Regions from separate parts of the Gossypium hirsutum genome. Here region 1 is linked to region 2. Evidence: chromatin contacts called from public Hi-C data. All regions are on one chromosome and are shown on one strand. Each heading gives the region's core, a stretch centred on a gene start, on an enhancer-like site or on the middle of the called end of the contact. The rest is flanking DNA. Distances are from core to core; before and after follow the strand shown. Region 1 overlaps LOC107904758 (a long non-coding RNA gene). Region 2 holds the start of LOC107946670 (cytochrome c oxidase subunit 6b-2).

Region 1 (6,799 bases), core at 362-2,861, 200 kb after region 2:
AAAAAAAGAAAGTTAAAAGAACATAAAAGAAAAAAATTTAAATTGCTCAAAATGAACAAAATATAGTGACCAATTGTAGAATTTAACCAAAAATTTTCATTTGAAATGATAATTTAACATGCCACGTAAGCATACTGTTATACTGTTAATGGTAATTAACGACTCAGTGACTAAAATGTTACAACACAATAACGTAAGTGACTAAAACATAACATTTCAAACAAAAATAACTAAAATGCAACCCGAGGCAAATAAAAATGACAATTTTGGTAGTTTAACCTTTTATTTATATGGTTATTTATATATATATTTCTTTTTTATTATTAAGTTATATTTAAATATGTTGGTATACTTAAATTAAGATTTAATAATATTTATAATGTCTTTTTGTTGTATTAAAATTTATTAATAATAATATTAAATTATAAGATAATTATTTTATTATTTATTAATATTTTAAGTAATTAAAATTTTTGTGTATATATTAAATAAATAAAATGCATCCCATGGGTAACAAGCTAATATAATAGTATATTATAGTAAAAGCCTTTGATAGAATCCTATAATGATGACAAAAACTCTTATAGGTATATTTTACTAAATTAATTAAAATAATGAAGGTTAACATTTACTTATTATTATTTTTGTTTACCTTATCTCTGAAAAAAAAAGTAATAAAATTTTAATTCCATAATTGATATATGGAATAATTTTTTCGCCAAATTTTCATTTATGAATATTGAACTTTTAAAATGCTTTTATGGAGAAGATATTCACCTTTAAATTTCCATAATCTATAATTTGCTTAAGATTTATATTTTGATCTATATGTATAGGTTTAATATCAATGTATATTAATTTTAGTACAATATAAAAATTACTTTAATATTACATATATTTTTTAATATATTATTTGTCAAATACTTTAGTTTAATTTCTTACTTATATTATTTTTAAACCGCTTAATTTTAAAAATAATAATATGAATTAATTTAATATATTTTAATTATTAAATACAATAAATTTTATTTAATATTTTAGTTATAGTGTAAAGGCTAAATTAATTATTAACCATTGAGTTAATGCACCATACTATCATTTTGTTAAGGGGTAATGAAAATTAATGGATGAGTGAAAAAATATAATAATATAATAATACTGGTGACCATTATATATATAACTTTTGAATATTGGTTAACCCAAATATAATCTTAACTTTAATCAAGTGACCATTTCAATAATTTACCATTTAAAATTATAAAAGAAGAAGAAGAAGATAGATTTGCCCAACTATATAAAAGAGTCAAGCTGTGACATCATCATCATTTTTAAAATATATATATAAGCTGAGTTTTTGACGAAATTTGGAAAAATTGTTGGCCAAATGACTAAAACTATATATTTAGAAAAGTAAATAAAAATAAAAATATCAATTTATAATAAAAAAAGTAAAATAAAAAGGTTCTCTAAAAAATTTGACCCACTGAAAATTGCTACAAATTTTAGGCCATGGAACAAAATGAATGTACCTGATAATGATTGTTGCTTCTAATCTTAAGTAAGAATACGTAGGACTTTCGTGAGTGGGCGTTGTGGCTTGGTCCCTTATAAATCTATTCATGGACTGGGTAGGGTTATTTATGGATCGGCTAAGATGTTTATCTTACTAGGTCTAAACTAATATTTACATAATAAAGTAGATTTTTTTTTAATTTTTCATCCATTTTAAACTTATGTATAATATTTATTATAGAATTTATCTTTTAATTTTTTTTTGTTTCAAACAGGCAAAACAATCTATCCGAACCCAGCCCATGTTTGGTCTCAATAAAGTCTAAAAAAGAAAAAAAGATCTTTAAACAGTTGGGTGTATCCTACTCAATGTTCAATGCGAGAGAAAGAGATCATACTTTCCAAGAGTTCAATACAATAAGAGGGTAAATTGAAGGGTTGCAATGACGAATGAAGATGATGGAACAACACGAGGATGCTTAGAACACAAATAGAAGGCAAAATGTCAATAAGCACGAAGCTGAGGAAATTTCCCAAGCATCACACCTCCATAGGTGTAATAATGTTTCTCCACTTCCATTTCCACGGCAAGATAATATGAACGATTTAAAGAAGAAGAAGAAGTCGATTTGCTTTGTAGATACAGTATTCCATCCATATTTGATGTGCTATTTTGGAATACGATATGCCCACTAAACTTGATTTTAATTATTGAAATCCAAAGCCCATAAAATATTTCATATGTTGGAATTAATCATGTTTTGGGATAGTCTTTGGTTTGGGCCTGATACGTTTATTGAACTCGTTCTATCAATTTTGCAATTTTATTTTCATTGTTTTGGGTTTTATGGCCCATTAATTTAAAGTTTTATAATTATCTATTCTATTGTTATTTTTTGTTTTATTTTTTATTTAAAATACAAAATACATATAACAAATACAAAAATTGAAAGATAAAAAAAAAAAACTAAGAGTGCACATAGGTCATGTGTCCTTGCAATCTCGCTCAACCCTTAGCAATGTTATTCAAAGTATCATAATAGTGCACAACTCTACCACCTCTTATTGGTGTTAGGTGTTTTGATTTTAATCGAGCTAACTGCACAGTCTTAAGTTGAGAATTCACTTCAAATTGCTTGAGTCAAACTGAACATTTAATTTGAGAATCCTAAAGAATGTTCAATGACACTGAAGCTAAAAAGCTACTAAGGCGAAAGAGTGAAGAAAAATAAGAGCACTCAACAAAGCTAGAGTAAATTGTCTTAGTGTATCAAATAAGTTAATAATGAATGGCACAAATGATGTTGGGGGAGACCTTTATTTATAGTTGAGTCCACTTTAAATCAATAATAGAAATTAAATTACATCAATGAATTAAAATATATAGACTCTTTATCATCTTCATATTTAGAATTCAAATAACCTAGTAAATTACAAGTTACGAGAGTGTTTATGGAGTCACTAAGCTTTAAATAGACGGGCTAGAAAATATTCCAATATTAGGCTAGTCCTGATAAGTCAAAATACGCCCAAATTTACCTATAAGTACAACTTAGGTCAGTGGTGCATGCCTCAGTTATGGGCTTTTGTACGAGAGTAGTGGCATTCTTTTCTAGCTGTTCTAGTGACACCCTTATGGTATATACAAAATGGGACTAGTATATCTTATCTTAGAACTATCATAATGCCTCAACTGGTTCCCAATTGGCCTCGTTGTCAAGTAGTCCCTTCTAGTGGACAAGGTACTCATGCCTTTGCTTGTACTTTTATTGTCATACAATTAGATAAGCCGAAATACATTGAGCATCTTAGTCATAGGAGACCTTCACTCCTAATGGTACATTGAGCATCTTGGTCATAGGAGACCTTCACTCCTAATGGCAACGTTGCAACTTTCCTTAGTATGGATCCTTCTGAATGTTTCTTTTTCATGTTTGATTATTCTTTATGGTCCTCACGGATTTTCACTTAGGCATAACATTGAACGAGGGTCAATCCAATTCAATAGAGCTACACTCAATTCAATAATCAACCAAACAATTGTAAATATATGCAGATCTTGTAGATTGAGTACTTAACTGATTAACCTCAGGCAAGACCTAACCACAATAAGCGTTTAGTACATTATGGAATTAAGGAGATAAATATAAAAGATAGAAAGCATCAACTCAATATAAACAAGAAATGTAAGTTAGATAATTGAACCATAAAGATAATCCAAATCTCAAATAGCATTCAAGTTGTAATGACCATATTCTAGTCAGTGTCAGGAACTTCGATTTTGGGCCAAATTTTTAAATTGTGTTAACACCCCTAAAACCACTATGCTATATAAGTAGTACTAAATTGAAAATGTGCATAGTGGATTTCTCGATTAAATGAAATAAAGCATGTCAATGATAGTAGAGAAGGTTGATGGATGCTTAAAGAAGTTGAAACAATTAGTGTGTTAAGACATATTAATTCGAGGTATGGACTAAATTATAAAAAAGTGAAAAGTAAAGGGTCAAATTATAAATATTCAAAACTTGAAGGAAAAATAAAAAGTATGAAAAAGTTGAAGGACCAAAGTTGTAATTATACAAAAATTTGGAATGGCTTAATTATAAATATTAAAGATTTTTAAAGGCAAAATTGTCATTTTACAAGTGAGATAACTTTCGAGTAAAATTACCAAAACATCCTTGGACATGTGTATTGAATTGAGTCATTGGATTTGCTTAGTAATTAAGGATTTAATACGGGCCATTAGATCAAAGATAAATATCTTTATTATAATTATTAATTTATGAAATGTTAGGTCAATATGAGCACTTGTATTTTGGTGAAAAATGAGATGAAATATTAGTCATTGGATTAAAATTATTATTATAAGATATTTTTATATTATTTTATGATTATAAAAAGAGAAGAATGAATAATTTTATTCATTCTGTAAGACCCCAAATCCGGCCTAGACGTTATGGTCAAATATGGAGATGTCACAAAGAATGAGTTTTGAAAACGGATACGTTTCGTTAAATATTATAGCTTATTAGCCCATATTCATTTATATAATTGTTACAGAAAATGTTATCCAGTTAATTTATTTGCCAAAACATAATTTACAGTGGAAGTTTTTAGAAAACGTTATTTTTATTTGAAATACCACTAGTAAAGTTTGGAAAACCTTTGTTTGCATAATAACCGTCGTTTTCAGAAACGTTTTGTCGAAGCATGCAAATTATCAAACAAACAAAAGCAAAATCAACAGTTAAAAATCTGTACAGTCCAAAGAGTCCTAGAAATTACATACTCTCAATAAATCTAGAATTTAATATAAAAACCATAAATTAATAACTTTAAATAGTTTACGGTCGAGTGGTCACCGCTAGGTCTCTATCGCACCGATCCGCCTAAGTCTGTGGATTACCTGAACAGAACAGACAAACATATGTGAGTTTTCATAAACTCAGTGTGTAACCTAGTAGAATTTGACATGCAAACATACAGAACCCCACACACAGTCAGATACAGATACAGATACAGATTCAGATTCAGATTCAGATTCAGATAACAGAAATAGATATGCAAAATCCTATCCCCATCCTCTACACACCAGCTCCGGTCATCCCATCACACTATGTGGGGTTAAAAAAATCCACCCATCCCTACACACCATATCGTGCCATTATGACACATATAAGATAATATGTAGCCAAGCTACCAGATGATAGGAGATAAACGTCATACAGAACACTTCCTCCACATATACAAATCCCATCCCAATCAGATATACATAATCAGAATAATCATGCTTACATGTTCATATATAGTGATATTAAACATATACATATATCGGCCTAAACAGACATACATAGCAGTATCATACTCAGACCAGAACGTAAAACTATCAGATCATATAGTTTTAGGGTTTTGGTAGCCGTTACCAACCCTACGGTAGGCCCACAGTCGATCGGAACGACTCGTACAACCTTAGGAAAATTTTCAAAATTATGGGCCTACATGCCTATGAAGGCTAGCACGCCCAGATTGGCCTTGCCCGTGTGGCCCACACGGCCTAGCCCAAAACCCACACGGCCACACTACTTCACCACACAGTTGTGTCTTACGCACGGTCGCCCTTCGTCAGACACACGACCGTGTCTCGCACATGGCCTACCACATGGGTGACCACATGCTTGTGTGGCGTCGATAGTAGGCAATTTTGGCTCTCACCAAAACCTCGTTTTTCGCATTTTAGGAGCACACCTGGTATCGGTTTGATGTGAAACTACTCTTGAGCCTATTGAAACCTAAAAATAGAGTATCCCACACCTTTTAGCAACCAATTCACAAGTCTAATACGATTACTAAACTGCGTAAAATTGACTTATCGCTTACCGAAAATGACCATAACCTCGAATCAAGCCGTTGAAGTGAAAATCGTTGCTTCATCGTCTTTACCTACGCAACAAAATTCATCGATTACTCACCAACTATCGGCTATCATAACATTGCCCACAACTCAAAACCCAAATGTTAACAATAAACAAATCTTCACTTACTAAGCAGATTAAAGAACTCAGAAATAGCGACACTTTGAACGAAGAAAACGATAGCAATTCAAAGAAAGAAACGAAATTTGAAAGTGGGAAAAATAATGGAGGAGAGGAAAATCGTCAGAGAAGAAAAGAAGTTTTTGAGAGAAAGAACAAAAATCAAATTAGAAATCTGATATTCCTCCTAATTTTACTCCCACTAACCCACTAACTCATAACCACATCAGAATTTTAGCTCAACCGAAACTCTATCAAATAACCAAGCAAAAATAATATCAGGGACTCAAACATAGGACCTCCAACATACTAATTCCCTTACCACTCGCACCAACAGGTTGATTCTGATATGGATTAACAGACAATTTTATATAAGCCCACTCAACAATGGTAAGGCTTGGATAAAAAATAACAAAATTTGACAAAAGTGAGAATTAAACCCAAGACCTCTTATACACACCCAAAACACTTAGCCACTGAAGCAGATACACAATTATGTCAAATAATTACAGAAACATAAATAAATTATTCAGGGCATTACAACTCTACCCCTACTAAAAGAAATTTTGACCTCAAAATTTACCTGATCAAAATAGATGAGGATACTACTGATGCATCGAAACCTCAGATTCCTACGTGGCTTCCTCAGTGCCATGATCCTGCCACAAAACCTTTACCAATGGAATGGACTTTCTCCTCAAAACTTTAATATCATGATCCAGAGTCTGAACCGGTTCTTCCTCAAATGT
Region 2 (6,689 bases), core at 1,168-3,667:
AACAAACATAACATAAAAATGTTTAAAAAATGAATTGAACAATGAAACTATATATATATATATATATAAAGGAAACAAATGATAAACAAATGGATAAATAAGTAAATGTTAGTAGTAAGAAAATACACGAATCAACAAATATTTATAAAGAAAATATTAACTTTACAAACTTTAATATGTATATAAAGCATATAGAATAATAAATAAATAAGTAAAATAGATATAAATAATGTTAAGTTTAAATATTTAAAAATGTGAAAAATAATAAAATATAACAATAATAATAACAATAATAAAATCTATAATACGATGAAAATATGAACATCACGAAAAGAAGATAAGGGCAAAGAAATAATTAAAGAAATAAAATAATAAAAATAAACAATTGAAATAAAAAAATAAAGGATAAAATTGGAATTTAAAATAAAGTTAAAGGCATAAATCGTAAAAGAGGAAGTGAACAAATAAATACGTAAATAATAAAAAATATAAAAGATTGAAAATAAATTACCGAGGAATAAATTAGAATCTAGAATGAAATTAATATATATATTTAAATGAAATACTAAATGAAATACTAAGATAAAGGAGCAAAAATATTAAAAAAATAAAAATTTGAAAAAAGATAAATTTAATTGGACAAATTTAAAAAAGAAGGGTTAAAATTAGGACTAAAATAAAACACGCGTAAGGGACAATGGACTAAATGGGGAATTTTTCTGCGTCCTTAAAACGGCACCATTCGTCCGAAGACCAAATTGAAATAAAAATAAAATTATGGGGTAAAATTAAAAGAAAAACAAAGTATAGGATTAAATTGAAATTGGTCAAAAAAGCGAAAATAACCCTTCCGCTAAAAAAAACGCTGATCCTAGCTCTCAGGTTGTGTTAAAACGACTCCGTTTTGGTGTCTGGGAAAATAGGCTAAAACGACGTCGTTTTGAAACCCCTATTTAAGTCAATTTTTTTTAAAAAAATTCATTTCACCCTTGTTTTTTTAAAAAAATCAAAAAAAGTTCACCCCTATTCTCTCAACCAGCCCCATTTTTGGCCATGGCTCCGGCCATTGGTCGCCACCCTGGCCACTGACCACCGGTGAAGGTGGCATCATCCGCAATGGCCATAAAAATTTAAAAAAAAAAAACCTGTTTACTCCTCTCAGTCCCCTGATTCCGGATTTGGGGTCCCTTTTTTAGAAAAAAATGGCCAGAGATGGCCAAAAAGAAAGGGAACCTTTCGATTCCAAAGGCTAAAATCGGGTATGTTTTTTCCTTTTTTATGTGTTACCTTTTTTGAAATGAAAACAAAAATAAAAAAGCAAAAAAAAAAAGATAAAAAGCTACCTTTGTATTCTTTTGATTGATTCTGTTTTTGAATCTTTTTGTATTTTTGCATTCAATTTATTGTGTGTTTTGATTTAATCTCTATAAAAAAAAGTTACATTTTGCTTGAGGCTTTTTTATAGCCAACTTGCAACTTGTTTACATTGCTACTTATTATTTCTTTTTTGCTTCTCTGCAGGTGCAATTGGGGCAGTGGAGCAAGGGTGGCAGAGGCAGTGTGACAGTGGCGGTGGTAGGCTAGGTAGACTTAGGTGTGCCGCACCTAGGGTTTTTTTTCTGAAAATTTTTAAGATTTTGGGCTAGTTTTTTTTAAGTTTTGGGCCATTCGGGTTTGGGGCATTTGGGCCTTGTAATTGGACTGTTTTTGTTTTTCTTTGTAATTTTTTTGATGTATTTTGGGTCTTATTGGGCCTTAGGTAAAATAGGCCTGTTATATTATCAAAAAACATAACTACATTTAATACGTGATTTTATTCATATATAAATAATTTTTTTAATATATATTCACTTGTAAAATTTAATAATAAAAACTTAATATTAACTTTTAGGTATTTAATTTTTCAATTTATTAGAAACCTAAATCAACATCAATGCGTGGATTTCACACTCAAATCAAACCTAGCAAAGATATTTATTTCTGTAAATTGTACTAAGAGGTCTCTCTATTGTAGGGATCTAATTAAATTAGTCCCTCTACTATTAAATAGATCAATTTAATCTATGTGTTATTAAAAAGAATCAAATAAGGCCAAATTGGAATAGAATTAGCATTTACCATTTAAAAAATAACATTTATTGTTTAACATAGTTAATATTTTTAAAGTTTTTATGGTTTTATAAATAAAATATGTTTTTAGAATTGAATTCCAATTGAGTAAAAAATACTTTTAAGACATATTTATACATAAAATGTTAACTTTATTACAATTTGGACTTATTTGATTATTTTAAATAGTATAGGGACTAAATTGATCTATTTAAGAATAGAGGAACTAATTTGATGTAGTCCTTATATTACAGTGATGTTCTAGGTATTTTAACCTATTTATTTCAGTATAGGTATTTATTTGATAACGTGGCGTGTTTTTATTGGTAATGGAACGAACCGGAGAGAAATAACTGGTCACTGTTTTTTAAGCCTATTTTAAAGTCGCCCATCAAAGATCAAAATCTGGTTTCGCTTCTTTGCTCGTTCATCGGATCAGTCATGGCAGACGCGGTAACCTTCTTCTTCTTTCTTTATTTTTTTCCCCGCTTCTCCGTCTATTTTCCAAAAAAATTCCAGAAACCAAAATTTGATTAACGATTCCCTTGATCGATCAAAAATTTATTCACTGTTTCGTAATATATTTAATTTAATATCGGTCACTTCTTTTGATTTTTCAATACTCTGTTATAAATTTTCTAGGTTTTATTTGTGAATGTTCTCATTCCTTGCCAATGCTTGAACAAGAAGTGGAATACTATGAATTGTAGAAGTCATTTGATATGAAGAATGTGAAAGTTTATTGCTTTAGGCAAAAAAAAGAAAAAGAAAAAAGAAGGTACTTTTAATGCGTATGTCCCATAAACTTTTAAGCTGAATGCTCTAGAAATTTGGTGCCTTAATGTAAGGGTTGTTTAAATCAAGGACTCAAACCCCATTGATGAGAATTGCGTTAGGTTCCGCATTCCTCGTAAAATTTGTTTATTGAATCAGAATATTACAGTCTTTCTATGTTTCACATTTTATGTCAGATTGTTGATCATTGTAGTCTAGCCGCTTGAATCTCTTTATCTATCATGAAGAGGGAATAATTTTAGGAAACCGGCGATTCGGCGTGAAGTTTTCTTGAATAACTAATTCACCGCTTAATATGAAACTAGGATATAATTTGAAAGGTGACTTGAATGGTCTCTACTTATTTCATACAGAAGCCTGTCTCTTGAAACCTCCATTTTGCCCCTTGTTCAGTGAATGATAAGATATAGAGTAAATCTAACTTATTATCAAAGTCAAACATCACCTTTTATTCATTATGAATTAATGTGTTGCAAACGTAAGAAATGTAGACACTGGTGATATCCAATTCTTCTAATTAGGGCAGCATATGTTAACCGTAAAAGTCTTAACTGTAGTAAGATTTATTGCATTAGAAACATAAATCCTGAATTAGTCAAAGAACACTGGATGACTGTAGTGGATTTATACCACTGAAAGTATTATCTAAAGGGAAATTAGAAATTAGATATTTAAAAGCAGAAAGTCAATGTCAACATAAGGTGTTTTTAGTTATAGTTGATATCTTTTTTTTTTATGTTGGAATGTATAGAAGGAAAATCAAATACTAGTTTGTCCACTTTTAACTTAATAAAGTTACTTTCATGTATTTTTTTGGTTTATCTATGGTTTAAGGAATTTGTGATGTTGGAAAGCTTTCCTTTCAGAGGCTGTTCTGGTATTATGGACCTTGTCTGTGAGGATTAATTGATGGTTTGGTGGGGAAATTCACAATTTTGTTCTGGAAGTGGTAGAGTTTTGATAAATGACTGTTCTTGGGTTTAAAGAGGTTAATCTGGGTCTAGTTGTAAATGTAAACAGTGAAACAAAATAACAAGAAAATGTCATATAGGCTTTTGACCTTAGGAATCATTCCAAATGTTGTGTTTATCTGACAATCAACAATATAGTAATGCTGGAAATTTTCCTATAGTAAGTTTACCATTCAATAAAAGAAGATTACATGTAGGATCCAAGCACGCCTGGTCCTGGTTAAATATGCTAAAATAAGAACTACCACTTCTAGTGCATTTAGGATTTTAACCGATGCTTGAGACTCTAATTAGGAAACTAACCGGTTAACAAATTAACAAACTTGATTAAAACAATAATACCTAAACTATAATAAAAACCCAACCACATAAGGGGAAGCCCAAAATAAGACTCTAAGATCTCGTCATCATACGCTTACCAATTTAAGTCTTGGGTATTACAAGCAGCCTTGAGACTCCTCATAATCAACTTTGGAGGCTGCTGCCATTATGTTCCGTCAACTTGTGAACCATGAATTAGATGACACTTTGATTCTGCAGTGAGGGTTTTCAGATGCCCTTTTGTCGGATTTTGGAACTGCAATTATCTTTTTTGTATGTTTCTCTTGGAAGCCTGTTGGCTGTGACTAATTCTTTATACATAGTCATGCCAATTGGCTTCTAATGTTATGAGTCTCTATATTTATTCTACTGTATAATTTCCTTGAAAGATTAATCTATAACCCCTGCCAATGGTTTCATGATTCTGGGCTGTCATAATTGGAAAATTTCACTTTGAACTGGTAACTGATTCACATCAAATTATCATCTATTAACTCTGATATTTCTTCCACACCATCTTTTGCATTGTATATTGTCCCAGATTGAACTGAAAACAGCCCCAGCTGACTTTCGTTTCCCTACAACAAATCAAACTAGACATTGTTTCACCCGCTACATTGAGTTTCATAGGTACACTGCTTGTAAAATTTCAGATTCTGCTTGTTATGGAACTATCAAATATTTTTTTTGCCCCCACGTCTTTCTTTTAACAATCTTAGAAGCAAATTGCAGGTGCTTGGCTGCAAAGGGTGAAGAGTCTAATCAATGTGAGAAATTTGCCAAATACTACCGTTCTCTTTGTCCTGGTGAATGGGTGAGTATACCTTGTTTTTCTTATCATCATAAGTAAACCAGAGTTTGCCTTTTTGCTTTTAGCTTGTAGTACCAAGCTCTGTCGTTCACAGGATAATATGCCTTCTATGCATCATGTCTTTGTTGATGAAGCTTGTTACATATTCAGTATTTGCAGATACCAACTGATTCATATACATATATGTTTATTTAAGGAAATAACTTAAGCTCTGACAGTAAGGGCATAAGTAAATTACAGGTGTTTTTATTGCTCACCAGGTGTGCCCTTTATTGTGTTTATGTTGGGAATATAAACTTCTGTTATTTTTTCCTTCTCACCATCAGAAGTGATGTAGCATATTAGCATCCTACAAGCTCTTCTATACGTCATATTGATAGGATTATCATTGAGTTTGCTGATGATGTTTATTACAAATATGAAAGAAGTGTCTACTTGAACATGTTATTAGTTTAGGAACAGCTTTGTAAATTTTGTCGAGATATTAGACAGATAAGATTACCTTTGATTTACATAGTATATAAAAAAAATGTTTATGACCTGTTATCTACTATCATATCCTAAAGAGTAAAGCTTCATTGAAGGACTTTTGAACTCGTATATATTCCTAGGCAATCGTTGTCCACATTTAGAGACAGATAGGATGATCAAACTTGTACGTGATTTACGTGGACTAGATTGAAGGACTTTTGATCTCATATACATTCCTAGGCACTGGAGTTATTAATGCTGTAATCTGTTACCTCATGTGTGCTCTCTCTTATTGGTGGGCTGTAATTACGATCCCAGTCTTCACTATTTACATTCTACACATTTTATCATTATTGTGATTCTTCTTTAATAACTCCAGTGCTTGTATCCAGAGTTACTTGTAAAGGAAGTGGAATTTAGATAACTTAAGCGGTTGTATTAAACTGATGTTTCCCATTTTAACATCCTGGATGTTACTGAAATTGATGCAGATTGACAAGTGGAATGAACAGAGGGAGAATGGTACTTTCCCGGGTCCTCTGTGACTGTGATCACATATTGGAAAGGAGGTGAAGCATTGCTTCTTTGGCATGGAAAACTTGTCTGTAGCTAGTTTCAATGGTTATTCTTGAACATTTCGAATTAATAAGCTACAAATGGAAATTTGTGGCCGATGAGTTGTTAAAAAACTGGAATATGCTCTGATGTTTTAATTCATGAACCTGCTTTTTTCAGCAGATTGTTTCATCTTCATTTACATTTTAGTGGTGTGGTATTACTTTCATGAATTTTTAGTAAGTTCTTTTTCTTTCTTGGCAAGGTTTGCCCATATACTGCTCACAGGCTAGGAAAATGATTTATATTTGCATTAAGGGTGGCTTTGGAAAGCCATTAAAGTATAATTGCTTTCAATTACATGCAGCATGTCAAGCATGTAAAGGCAATCATTATAATTAGTGTATCTTGATAAATTGAATGTAATTAGAGCACTTCAATTTTTATGGGAGTGTTGAGAATTGGGATAATTGTGTTTCATTGAAGCATTTAAATTAAGAATTAAGATACCATCACATGGCCTGATGGTCAAGGGTGTTTATTATTCTAGATGTGGTCTGGGTTTGAGTCGCGATAGTTGTGTTTATTGCTCTGGTTTTGCTCAATTATTGTAATTTACCCCAAAAAAAAGTAAAGTATTTACCCCCCAAAAAAAG

The links. Hi-C and Micro-C count contacts between places; a contact is called where the count stands out from the background.
Region 1: a contact with region 2 is called in a Hi-C map of leaf, with 2.2 times the contacts expected there. The contact joins the enhancer-like site here to the promoter of LOC107946670 in region 2. A contact is called at or near these places in 16 of 34 Hi-C or Micro-C datasets (anther, callus, hypocotyl and 2 more).

The regions. Positions count from the first base shown.
Region 1 is chrA08:47,166,455-47,173,253 of Gossypium_hirsutum_v2.1, forward strand. LOC107904758 (a long non-coding RNA gene) reads left to right here. Exons shown (of 4, transcript XR_001686329.2): 4 at 1,788-2,391. Among protein-coding and RNA genes, the nearest start is that of LOC107904758, 7.2 kb to the left of the region's middle. Within about 2 kb of position 1,612, at least 1 of the 9 cell types and tissues checked has an H3K27ac peak or open chromatin away from gene starts, as enhancers often do. A contact at or near this core is called in leaf, where this site is marked.
Region 2 is chrA08:46,970,463-46,977,151 of Gossypium_hirsutum_v2.1, forward strand. It overlaps LOC107946670 (cytochrome c oxidase subunit 6b-2), which reads left to right and starts at 2,418. Exons shown (of 4, transcript XM_016881094.2): 1 at 2,418-2,562; 2 at 4,738-4,826; 3 at 4,929-5,010; 4 at 5,970-6,262. The coding sequence starts at 2,551. The coding sequence ends at 6,023. It overlaps LOC107946677 (a long non-coding RNA gene), which reads left to right. Exons shown (of 3, transcript XR_005899742.1): 2 at 1-1,259; 3 at 1,522-1,844.